Regions from separate parts of the Sus scrofa genome. Here regions 2 and 3 are each linked to region 1. Evidence: chromatin contacts called from public targeted proximity ligation data. All regions are on one chromosome and are shown on one strand. The core of a region is the stretch at or near the end of the contact, and the rest is flanking DNA. Distances in the headings are between cores, read along the strand shown.

Evidence for each region.
Region 2: a targeted proximity ligation map of alveolar macrophages shows a contact between it and region 1. A contact is called at or near these places in 3 of 47 Hi-C or Micro-C datasets (embryonic fibroblasts and epiblast stem cells) and 1 of 2 datasets of targeted methods (alveolar macrophages).
Region 3: a targeted proximity ligation map of alveolar macrophages shows a contact between it and region 1. A contact is called at or near these places in 1 of 47 Hi-C or Micro-C datasets (embryonic fibroblasts) and 1 of 2 datasets of targeted methods (alveolar macrophages).

What each region holds. Positions count from the first base shown.
Region 1 is chr3:102,383,952-102,388,095 of Sscrofa11.1, reverse strand. No RefSeq gene overlaps it. Among named protein-coding and RNA genes, the nearest start is that of RMDN2, 79 kb to the right of the region's middle.
Region 2 is chr3:102,474,688-102,478,831 of Sscrofa11.1, reverse strand. No RefSeq gene overlaps it. Among named protein-coding and RNA genes, the nearest start is that of CDC42EP3, 62 kb to the left of the region's middle.
Region 3 is chr3:102,453,824-102,457,967 of Sscrofa11.1, reverse strand. No RefSeq gene overlaps it. Among named protein-coding and RNA genes, the nearest start is that of CDC42EP3, 83 kb to the left of the region's middle.

The sequences.
Region 1 (4,144 bases), core at 1,101-3,600:
TATGCACAGATAGCACAGTGGGGTTGGGACAGGAAATTGATGAGCAAGGGGCAAGAAAATAGGGGTCCCCAAACAGGTCCGCCATATAGGAATATAAGGAGAGACCCAGTTGTAGCCAGAGCCAGTCCCTACCCAGGGTGGTCCCTTCTCTCTGAGGGTGTAAATAAAACTTCCTGTACACTGCTACTTGACTCTTGATTGTGGCCTCCGAGGCAACCATCAGGAGCGGTTTTCGCTTGGGGCGACGGACTGGAATGGCTCATTAAAAGAACCCAGGTCATTTGTCCTAAGGTGAGTTTCTTCTAGGCATATGATATCACTTATAACTGGAATCTAATATCCAGCACAAATGAACATCTCCTCAGAAAAGAAAATCATGGACTTGGAGAAGAGACTTGTGGCTGCCTGATGGGAGGGGAAGGGAGTGGGAGGGATCGGGAGCTTGGGCTTATCAGACACAACTTAGAATAGATTTACAAGGAGATCCTGCTGAATAGCATTGAGAACTATGTCTAGATACTCATGTTGCAACAGAAGAAAGGGTGGGGGAAAAAATGTAAATGTAATGTATACATGTAAGGATAACCTGACCCCCTTGCTGTACAGTGGGAAAATAAAAAAAAAAATAAAAAAAATAAAAAAATAAAAAAAAAAAAGAACCCAGGTCAGAACTGTTACACTGAGGTGTTGGTTTGAGGGAAAGTTCCCTTCGACCCAAATCGCTCCAGTCCTGAGCTGATTGCTTCTGCATGGAGAGACCTCCTGCCTCCATCCATGTGCGGCAAGGCCATTGGGTCTATCCCGGGCACTGCTGCAGCACCTCCTGGCCGGAACGACTTCCCACCAGACCACCTGCCTCCATCCTTGTGCGACAGAGCCTGCTGCCTCTATCCTGGCGCTGATACCGAGCTTCTTGGCCTGCCTGAAATCCTTGTTTTGTGTAGGCAAGGACTGCGGGAGATAGCACAGGGCAGATGAACCTTACAGAAACCACCCAGATGGGCGGCTTACAGCTCATGGAGGGCAAGAGGCTGGGGGGAACTTAAACGTCGTATGTTATGCGTGTGTTCTCAAGTCTCAGCACAGAAACATCTTCAAAAGCTTCACTTTTCTGAAACCAGTCAGATTTAGAGGCATTTAAAGAGAGGCTCTTGCAGAGAGTCCTGCTCCTGCTTCATATTCTTTAGCTGTTTAGGAAGCTGTGCTGAGACCCTGAGATGAGACAAAGTAGTTTTTTCCAGAATGTTCCTGTTTCTCAGATTGTGACTCTTTTGACCAGCATATACTGGATAGGAAATCTCAGTTCAGTTGTATTTGCCGGTTGTTATGACAGACAAAAATCACTCGTGTGAGCACACCAGGCACAGACACTGTTCTGAACCACTCACCTATGTGAAGGCATTTTATCCTCACAGCAACCCTATGAAGAAGGTTTTCCTTTGAGGGATCTGATTTATGGAGATTACATAGCTTGCCCAGCTGGTAAGTCATGTATTTGTTTCCTAAGGCTCCTGTAACAAATTACCACAAACTGGGTGGCTTGAGATGACAGAAATTTATTCTCTCATAGTTCTGGGGTTCAGAAGTTCCACATCAAGATGCCAGCAGGACCACACTCCCTCCAAAGCCTCTTAGGAAGAATATTTCCAGCTTCAGGTAGCTGCAGGTGTTCCTTGGTCAGCATCACTCCAGCCTTTGCCTCCATCTTCACATGGCCTCCTCTTCTTCTGCATCTGTGTCTGCTCTTATAAGACACTTGTCGCTGGCTACAAGACCCACCCTGGTAATTCAGGATGAGCTCATCTCAGACATTCTCAGTGTATTTACATCTGCAAAGGCCCTTTTTCCAAATAAGGCTGCATTCACAGGTTCCCAGGGTGAGGAGGTGCTCATATCTGGGGGAAGGGCACCCTTTAACCCACTAAACAGCTGGAGTTCAGTCAGGTAGTGAAGCTTTAGAGCACAGCCTCCTAACCCTTATGCTACCCTCTTTCACACGCTGACTTTTCATAGGTGTCAAGAAGACACTGGCTAAGTTAACCTGGGCTTTTCAGAGATCATCACAGCACTGAAGAGTGCATTTTTTTGTCTTAAGTAGCCTGTCCACATTCTGGAGGGGCAGCCGGTAAAGTACACGCTATCCCCTCTGATGGAGGAGGAGGAAAAACAGGATATTGGGTTCCTTTTAAAAGAGGACTGAACGTAGCTCTGTAAATGTTAAAAGCTTATATATTTTCAAAAAAATTCAAACACAAGCATAAAACCTCATTGCCTCAAAACCACAGCTGACGAAACCACCATTGACAAAGAATTACTCCACAGGCAGTGAAAATCTGACAAAACACAGCGATAGTCCAAAATACGGTGTTAGGTCATTACCCAGACACCAGCAGAGTGGAGTCTTCTACCATAGTTCCTTTGTGCTGAGAGAAAACATATTTTGAAATGAAGCCTGCAGCTTAAGTGCAGAAAACTTAAAGCTGTAGACAATCAATATTGTCATTTAAAGGGTGAACTTTATTTCTTCTGAGGTAAAGTGATGAGCCCAGGCAAAGCACTCACTCTACCAGATATGATTTGAAACAGCTGAAAAATAAACTTCTGACAATAAGATTTTAGGACAGAAACACTGCCAGAGCTCTAAGTGCCTTTGAGAATCATAAAAAGAAAGTAAACAATGCCAAAGGCCAGACGAACAAAAGGAAAATTCTTACTTCGTTTGTTCTCGTCAAATACCGTAGAAAAATAATCTGTGCTTAGCCAGTTCTTCTGGAGTCCAAATTCCTGCCCTGTGCTCATCATTCTGTTTAAGCTCTGTGCTTTCAGGCTGTCATTAAATGCCTTACATTTGTGGATGGGGCCAAGATAGTTTTCAATCTGAAGCCATTGAGAGCCTCAAGGCAGATTCTGAAGGTCTTTACCACCTGAGCCTGGCCATCTGGGCTCTTCTTTCACAGCTGTGACATTGTCTTGGTGTCTGACCCCTATGGGAGAGCTGAGTCCATTAGCAGAATCCTTATGCCTTCGGCAACTTCAATTAGCCAAGAGCATGCCAGGAGGTCAAGGTGCTGGTGATAGAAAAAAAACAGATCATAAGAAAACCCTCTGGTTTAAGCTTTGTGAACAAGAGGCTTATTTTGTCAGACCCCCAGAGCTGCCTTATGAACAAGCCAGAAGCTAACTGGGCAGTGAAGGAATGGGGAATGGGTGAGTGACAAACTGGGTTGTTGCTTCTTAACAGAGACTTGACTATATTAACAAGCATGGTGTGGTTAACTGACTAGTCCCAGAATTTTACCAGCTACCCCGGAGCTTGCTGATGAACACTGTCCCAGGGACCTGTGTTAGGATGAGTTCCTTCTGATAGCTTACTCCTTTGGATGGAGTCCAAGAGGGCCACGCGCCCTGTGGAATTCCACACCGTAACCGGGCATGCTTCAGAGAGATTCCAGAGCAGTGATGATTTTACTTATTTAGGCTGAAGGTTATCTGCTCGTCCTCCTCCAGATCCCTTTAAGCCAAGGGAAGGGCACCTCGTTAGTGTCAGATGTCGAGGGTCTGGTTCCCTTTACCCAAATGAGCTTTTCATGTCATACATACTCCTGAAGATCTGAGAAGACTTTTCTTTTGGGATTTGGCTAGGAAAGAAGGCATCATAGGAAAGAAGGCATCATAACCTGACATGGCAGTGGGGGGCTCTGAAGCCTGGGGTTACTGCTCATCTTGGTGCTATTCATGGAGGCTCTCGGGGGAAATGTCCTAAAATCTCTTTATAGTTCTTGCAATTAATCTTAGAGTTCTGGTTGCCAGTTTTGGGTAGAAACATATGAACTAACAGCAGTTTGATAATTTTTATGTCAAGAAAAAGCTAATGCATTATCATGAGGATTGTAATGCAATGATGAGATAGTGTGGGTAGGGAGCAAATTTGGAGTATTTTCTTATTTCTTTTGTTCTGTGCAGAACCAGCTAGGGAAAAGTGACATTTTAAAGGGAAATGATGAAATTTATTTAAGTCAATACATAACAGCTCGCTTTCCCTCATCTGAGTTCTGAACTGTTTGAGAAATGGACAAGAAATTAGGCAGAGAGTGGTTAAAGTATTACCTTGGTTAATGAAAACAGCTAAGATATATGGCCTGAC
Region 2 (4,144 bases), core at 477-2,976, 91 kb before region 1:
GAGAATTTCTCTGGAGAATGTGGTCATTTTCAAAGAAACAATTATAAATGCTTTTAACAGTGGCAACACAGTCCCCAAAGAGGGGAGGGCTTCATTCACAAAGTGACCGAAGTGGCCAGCTGATGTTGCTCCTCTGACCCAGCACACTCTGTGTGTGGATATGTACACTTAATCTGTATGTCTTCCTCTGGACTTTAAGTAGCAAATTTTTGTCAAGAATCTCTAGGGATTCTTCATTTATGGATTTAAATGCTTTCCTATGATTTATAATAGGCATTAAATATTACCACTATTTCACAGAACTGTTCATTTTAATGAGTTAATATTTTTCTTCCCTTAAATAAATAAATAGAAATACTCTAATGGTAAAGAGTTTGGAACTAAATTCCCCTGGTGCTGACATATCTTCCCTTGCCCCCCCACCTAGTACCCTACTGCCTGAACTTTCATAATTAGAGATTCATTCCTTTCAATTAAACAATGTCCTCCCTCCTTTAAATTCTAGATCATTTGGGAGAAGAATTGTATTAAATCCCTTTGTCAACTAATTTAATTCTTAAAACAATTAGAAAGTCTGAAAATATCAGGAGTTTATGAGGATGTAGAATAACAACTACACTTATACAATGTGGCTAAGAGTAGTAGTACTAGGAACTGCTACTTTCTAAAAGAGGGTATTTCTGCTTCTGTCCAAGATGGAGCAATGAGGACTAAAATTACCTGCCTGCCTGAAAAAAAAAAAAAAAAAAAAGCCTTTAAAAATCTGATAAGTTAGATGAGATAATGTTTTTTTGATGCTGAATATCAGACAATGGAACGCAGTGACCCCCAAGAAAAGGGAAACAAACCAGGTGAGCCTAATAATTGTCCCAGCAATTGCCTAGAGAGAGTTTCCAGGTCACAGCGCAGGGAGAGGGGACCCAGGAGGAGCCCAATGGACTCTCTGAGTGGAGGGGACAGAGTTGAGTTCATAGGTGCTGGAGAGCCCTGGAGTGACTAAGAAAGCTGTTTCTTAGGAACTCCTCTGGGATACGGTGAGGTGAAGGCAATAGGAGCTCTGTTGGCAACAGCTGCAGAGACCCCTTTGTGTCCGGGCCCCTCAGTGCCCCAGCTCAGCCACCCACACTCAGGCTCAGCTTCAGCACTGACGCTGCAGTGATGGCAAGCAAAGAGCAGTGGGGCCCTTGCTAAGTAGAATCCACTGAGGTGGTGGCTTTAATGGACCTTAAGGGATAGAACTGATGTTTTTCTTCCCTATCAATGACCAGAGGCTTTGCCACACCAAAGGGGGAGCATGGCCAACACCATGTGTTGGCTGTAAAAATCAGTTCTCAGAGTTCAGGAGAGATATCCAAGGACACCCAGAAATATTTCCAAGGGATTTTAGGGAGGGTTAGAAGGCTCCCAGAGCAGGTGGGGCAGGGCCAGAGCAGCTCTATTCCATGGCTGTCATCATTACCCTGTTCTTAACTATAAGCTGGAACCTCATGGAAAGACTATACAGCCCCCTGCTTCTCAGACTAGAGTCCAAAGATGTATTCCTGAGAATGTATGTATTCTGCCCAGGAATTTAGGTCAGGGGTTATCATTTTGATGATTATCTTTGAAAAAAGTCAAATCTCTGCTTCATCATCTTGGATGACCACTGTCATGGTCAGCTTGGGCTACTAAAACAAATTACCATAGACTGAGCTTCTTAAACAACAGGAATATATTTCTCACAGTTCTGGAGACTGGGAAGTTCAAGATCAAGATCGTGGTCCACTTAGTTCCTGGTAAGAGCTCTTTTACAGGCTTGTAGGCAGCCACTTTTCTCTGTTCCTCACTTGGTGGAAAGAGCTCTGGGCTCTCCTCTTCTTATAAGGATGCTAACCCCATCATGGATGCCCCACCCTTTTCACCTCAAAGGTACCAGGTACCATCAGATTTGGGTTAGAGTTTATAGAGAACACAAACACTTAGGTCAAGGCAACTTATAATAATGAAATGCTGTTATTGCTTCATTTGGTGCTTACATTTGCAATTTTTGTTTTCTGTTCCTATTTGCACCACACAGAGGACTGTGACATGGAACACTGCTTAAATGAAAGTTTTGCAACAGAAAGAAAAAGAGTGGTATGGAGAAACTGAGTTAGCACTTGTCCATGGTGATATAGGCTTGCTGAAGCAGCCCTGGGCTAAGAGCAAGACATTCACGTAGGTAGTTAGTTAGCAGATATATTACCCAGACAGCCTCCTTGTTTATGCAAGCCTGCAGTCAGCAAGGATGAAAGGCACAGTGGAAAATGTTCTATTTGATTCACACTGTGGTTATATTAGATTGCCATGAAATGTAGGTTTCAAAAATGCCACAATTATAGCCTCATCTTTGAGCATGTAAGGCAGCTTTATGTAGTTATTGAGTGGTAGATCATCAGAATTGTCATTTGAGGATTGCTTATTGGCATAAATTATTATTGTTGTTATTACTATTGTTGTTGTCATTTTTAACTTGGAGGCCTGCTTATCCTGAACAAGAAAACAAAGCTGCTTGAACTTTGTGATTTTTTTTTGAGTATACTTATCCTAATAAATACTCTGTACAAAAGCCTGCCAAAATCAAAATGTAGAATTGGAACTTAGCCTGTTACTTTCTGCTCTTAAACTATTTGGCCCTTTAGTTTCACCAAAACAACATCATCAGTTACATTAAATTGTTATTGTTAATAAAAATATACTTTTGTAATTGGACTAACTTTGAAATTTGTTTTGATTTTATGGCTGAGAACTATAAATATCAGGACTTTTTACCTAGTTTTACATTTTTATATATTTAGTTAATACAATAATAATAATAACACTGAAAATCCATAAGAATTTTCTCTATAAAGATCTGTTTCTTAAATTTAAGAAATATTTGACTAGTAAAATTAACATCTTCTCCTATGTATCAAGCTGGTTTTTCTGCTGTTGTTCAGAGTGGAATTATTTCAACATAATCTACATTTATTTCCAGACCTCTTTAAACTGTAACTAAATGTCCTTTAACATCCAAACTCCCAAAGCCCAAGCCTCTTTCTCTCTGAGATGGGCTATCCTTTCTCTCACTGGGTGCCTCTCCTCTTGTTGGTTCTGGGAACCCAGGGGGTATGCTGAAGTGTCCGTGCCTTGCTTGCAGGCCCCCTTGCACAGCTACATGTGTTTCCAGAGCACTGACCCTTTTTTCAAATGCCCAAAGCATAGTTAAAACTGGCCCCGAAGATTAACTGAAAGCCTAGGGATAGCCCAAGAATAACAGAGAGTAGCCTAGTTAATATGGCAAGGGGTTGCACTTGGGGCTCCCAGGCCAGCCCTCAACCTCTGGGCTCCCACTCCGCCTCCCTCTCCCTGTCACTCCCTGCCTTGTACCCAGAAGCTCAGACCCCACCACACATCTCCAGGTCTCTCTCTTGGTCTCCTGCTCCCTTCCTAGCATTGAATGACTGACTATGGAAACTTCCATTTTCTTTAGGGGAAACTCCCACTGCTACCCAGAGGGTGATGTCTGCCCTCCAAATTCTGGGTTATCCAGTCTTTACAACATTGTGTGGGCTATTCCAACCATGCAATCCCTGTCTGTATTAACGGACCAAAATTTTTCTCTAATTCTGTAAGGATATAGTCATCCTAAAAATACATTCCATTTCTATTACAAGACATAACTTAACAGGATGAGCTGTAGCATCTATATCTGGGTTTATGATAACTTCACTTTTTTTCCAAGAAAAATAAGAGCACGTGTTTTTTATTTATGCTACCAAAGAGCTCTTTTGGGTTCTTTCCCTCCAAATATAGAAAGTCTACTTCAAAAGCAGATTGACATCATATGTAAAATTCCCAAGGCACTGACAATAATAATGATAATAGTAATAAAAAAAAAAGTCTCAGCTCTACTGGGTATTACATTAAATAAGGAAAAGGTTTTTTTTAAGAATGCAAAAATAGAATCAGATGTTCAAAATCAATTTGAGTTTTGTGCAATATAATGCAGCAGTGGAACCTGTGATCTCTAGAGGCAAGCTACCTGGGACTTGGGGTCCTGGCTCTCCTACTTACTAGCTGGGCTAATAATGACCTGAGCTCAGTGTGTCCCTCTCCTCATCTATAAAATAGGGATAGCAATATC
Region 3 (4,144 bases), core at 873-3,372, 70 kb before region 1:
GCTACACACACACACACACACACACACACACACACACACACAGACTCAATCTAGAAAACGTTGTATTTAAAGTATTCATCAATAAAACAAAATAAAGCAACCAATTAAAAAGAAAACAGTAGGAGTTCCCATCGTGGCACCGCCGAAACAAATCTGACTTGGAACCATGAGGTTGTGGGTTTGATCCCTGGCCTCACTCAGTGGGTTAAGGATCTGGCATTACTGTAGCTGAGGTGTGGGCTGGCAGCTACTGCTCTGATTGGACCCCTAGCCTTGGAACCTCCATATGCCATGGGTGTGGCCCTAAAAAAGATGAAAAAGAAAAAGAAAATAGTAAAGTTCCCCCAAATAACTTTGTAAGATGAAGATGTTTTTGTAGCTTTAAGAAATTATTACTTCTAGAATGTTGTCCAAAACAGTCCATTGGAATTGACCAAAGTCCAAAAATGATTGGTTCATTCATATGAATCAAACCTCATTAGAGAGGCAGAATTCATTGTGGTTTGTAAGACATCTCTAGAATCCTGCCACATTTCCCAAACATCATATCCTTTCTTCCTCTTATCTGCCATTCCACTTGCTGCTTCCAGAACCCTGGGGAATGGAGGCGGTAGGTGATCCTGCAGGGTTGGTGGGCAAGGCAGACATGCTGGATTACCCTCAAAAATGCAGCATTTTAGGGAAACTCAGACCAGCAAGTAGAGACAGAAGTGATCCAGGCATTGTGTGTGTCTGGTTAACTCAGCTCCTAAGCATAGGCTTGCTGCTGATGAGGTCAGAGAGTCCTTAAATCATTCAGTTTCTCAGCTTTAAGCTAAGCTACTGCAGCACAGGACAAGGAAGATGATCATTTTTACTTTGGCTTAACAGTTGATTGTTTTTCACAATTGTCTTAGTAGTGCATTTGTATTCTCACAGTATTTTGTAAGGAGTTCCATTTATTTACATTGAAATAGTTAAATGTACAGAGAAATGGTCAAGGGCAAAGGACTTCAATATGCATGTAAAATTCCTATAATCTGTGCTCCTTAAATGTGTAGCAGAAGAGATGGCTCCACAGCTCTCTTGCCTCTCCTTATTGTGCCCTTGATGTTATGTTCTCACCTCACTGCCAAGAAGAATGTCTTCCTTACCTCTGACTAGCCTTTTCCTCTTGTCTGTCATCAGAGGAGATGGAGAACAGCTGCTCTATTTTATGGCCTTGCAGTTAATTTAATTTATATCTGCTGTAAACATGATTTCTTAAAACTTAATAGAATATTTCAGTTTGGCATGTAGGAAGAGCCTTCTGCCTTGCCCCAGTCATTCCCAGTAGATGTGCTTTATTGCTTTAATTTATGTTTTTGTCTCTGTTGTTGTTAGGTTTTCTCCCCCCCAATATTGTGATTTTATTTTTATGACCACATTCTTCCTAGGAATTTTCTGGGCATGTGACATTCCAAAATTTTATTAATTTCATGACCCAGCCCACTGACAGATAGATGATCTCAAAAAGATAAGGGAATGAATGTTTAAAGAGAGCTGCAAAGTCTTAGAGTTAGTAAAGACTCAGGTGTTGTTATGGCAGCTCCTCAGAGATGATATGGGTGGAATTCTTGGACAAAGGGTCTGAAGGTCTTTTTGTGTGTCTAGCATCACTGCTTATATTTTCCATAAGTGAGAAATATCTAAGAGGGAAAACTGGGAATGAAATGAAGTCTCTCTTTCTCTTGTTGACTTAAAAAAAATGTGTAATGTAAAAGCTGTGAGCTGAATTTATTTAGTGTCTTACAAGACTGTAGCCTGGGAGACAGCCTCTGGGATAGCTGAGAAACTGTTCCAAGGAGTAATGGGGGAGGTCGGTATGTATGTGATTTTGGTGAAGGGGTTACATGTAACCAAGCACACATCTCAGTAATAGGTTGCTGCCAGTCATAGGGAACAAATATCTTAGTTAATGGTTTTAGTGCTTTTATCAAGTATAGAAAGATTCAAAAATCTAAAAATTCAAAAAATTTCTCCTGAAAATATCTAACTATCTGAAGGCTAGTTCTGCCAGATTTTTCAGAGCACAGAACGTCTCATTCCTAATCTCTGTCCTGAACTCCTTTTGGGGTGTGTTAAAGGTCAACCTTGCAGAGGCTAATGACTCAATTCTTGTAGAGCTGGATGACGATCAACCTTCTTTAGTCAGCATCCTTTCCACCCTAGCCAAATGATGGAAAAGTCTTTTGCAAGGATGGTCTGATGCCTTCTGCCCACTAGTCTCTGACCTGTGGCCCAGAGGGCAGGCATAAAGAATTTAGAAATAGGCATATGATTCCTCCAGAGGAAATTGTGTAAGGTTTAAGCCGTGTGGACTTATGGCCTCACATGCCAATGAGAGAATGCAACAGCAGATCTCTTTGGAGTGAAGGAGCCACCTCTGCTTGCCTGCCATTTCTCACCCTTTCAACTGATGCAAATCAGGTTACTGCCTTGCATACATAGCAAGGTTTTCATTCCAGCCCATCACCTAGTTTTCTGTGGGTTTAGCAACATTCCTTACTGATCCAAGTAACTCCAGAGCTGATGGGGATTATTTTCAGGAGTTTTACAAATATGGGTGGACATGTCAAATGTTGTAGCAGGTGCTTTATTTCCATTATTAACCCAGCTTCCTTTCTTCCTGGAAGTGGCGTCAATTATATTTTCTCTCACAGAATAAGCACTTAAGAGCAGGTAAGAAGGATCTTCCTGAGGGATTTCTCTTGCCCACTATCAAGTTCCTTGGAAAACCTGAGTTCTGAAAGCCTGTTACTTCGCAAAGGAACTCTCCAAAAATTGGCCTGAATTCAGTGCCCGATTTTCGCTATGCATTGTTGCTAACTACCCTGGTGTGCTGAACTCCACTGCCAGATTCTAATCCTGACTCCACCACTTCTACCTGTGTGGCTTTGGGCAAGTTACTTAACCTCTCTAGGCTTCAGAGTAACAAGACCTACCTAAATGCACATATATCTTTTAGAACAACACCTTGCAGATGGTTAGTGTTTAGACTAACATTAGTCACAGTGGTAATGATGGGGATGACATGCTGGGTGCTTTACTAGGTGCTTTAGATATAGTCTAACCTTGGCAAGTTAGACTCCTTTTACAGATGAGAGAGTAAGGCTCAAGGAGAATAAGTCATCAACTCAAATGCATAAAGTTAGTAGATGACGGCACAGGGATTTAAACCCAGTTCTTTCTAACCTAACTCTGAAATTCTTTTCTTTATTATGCTACCATGTTACTGGATCAGATCAGTGTATGTATTAGGAAAGTTCTGTACAGTGTTGACTAAAAAAAAAAAAGCGCAACCTGAAAGTTGAGAATTATGTTTTATTTTGTGGACAAACCAAGGACTTAGGCCTAGGAGAAAGCCTTTTAGGTAGTTCTAAGGGACTGTTTCAAAAAGGTAAGGGAGGTGTCAGGACATGTAGGAGTTTTTGCTCAAAACCAGGTAGCTGAATATCAAAATATGTTAAAGTGTTAAAGAGAAAAACCAGACATCTCAAGTTGATGAATTTAGTACTGTTCTATGTATGGAAAAATGCAAGAGTCTGGGCTCATTAAAAATCACACCTTTGGTATGTATCTTGTTCTTTTCCATCCTGAATCCCCTCAGGGTATACAGCTGGGGAAGCTGAAATGGCTGATGGCCTGATGGCTGCAACATCCTTTGTCTACTGATAAGGTACATGATATTCTTTGTCCACAACAAATTATAAACATTTTCACAAATATTACTTGCTAATCACTTGGATTTTGCACAAATCCATAGGTCTGGGTTACTGTCATCACAGTTAACAGATGAGAAAATGGGTTCAGGTAGAATGAAACCTGCCTGGAGTTACCACTGTGGCACAGTGATTTAAAAATCAGACTGCAGCAGCTCTGGTTGCTACAGAGGTGTGGGTTCAATCCCTGGCCTGGTGCAGTGGGTTAAAGGAACCAGAATTGGTACAGCTGTGGAGTAGGTTGCAGCTGCAGCTTGGATTCAGTCCCTGGCCTTCCATATGTCACAGATGAGGCCATTAAAATAAGAGAAAGAAAGAAAGGAAGGAAGGAGGAAGGGAGGGAAAAGAAAGAAGGAAGGGAGGAAGGAAAGAGAAAGAAAGAGAAAGAAAGAAAGAGAGAGAGA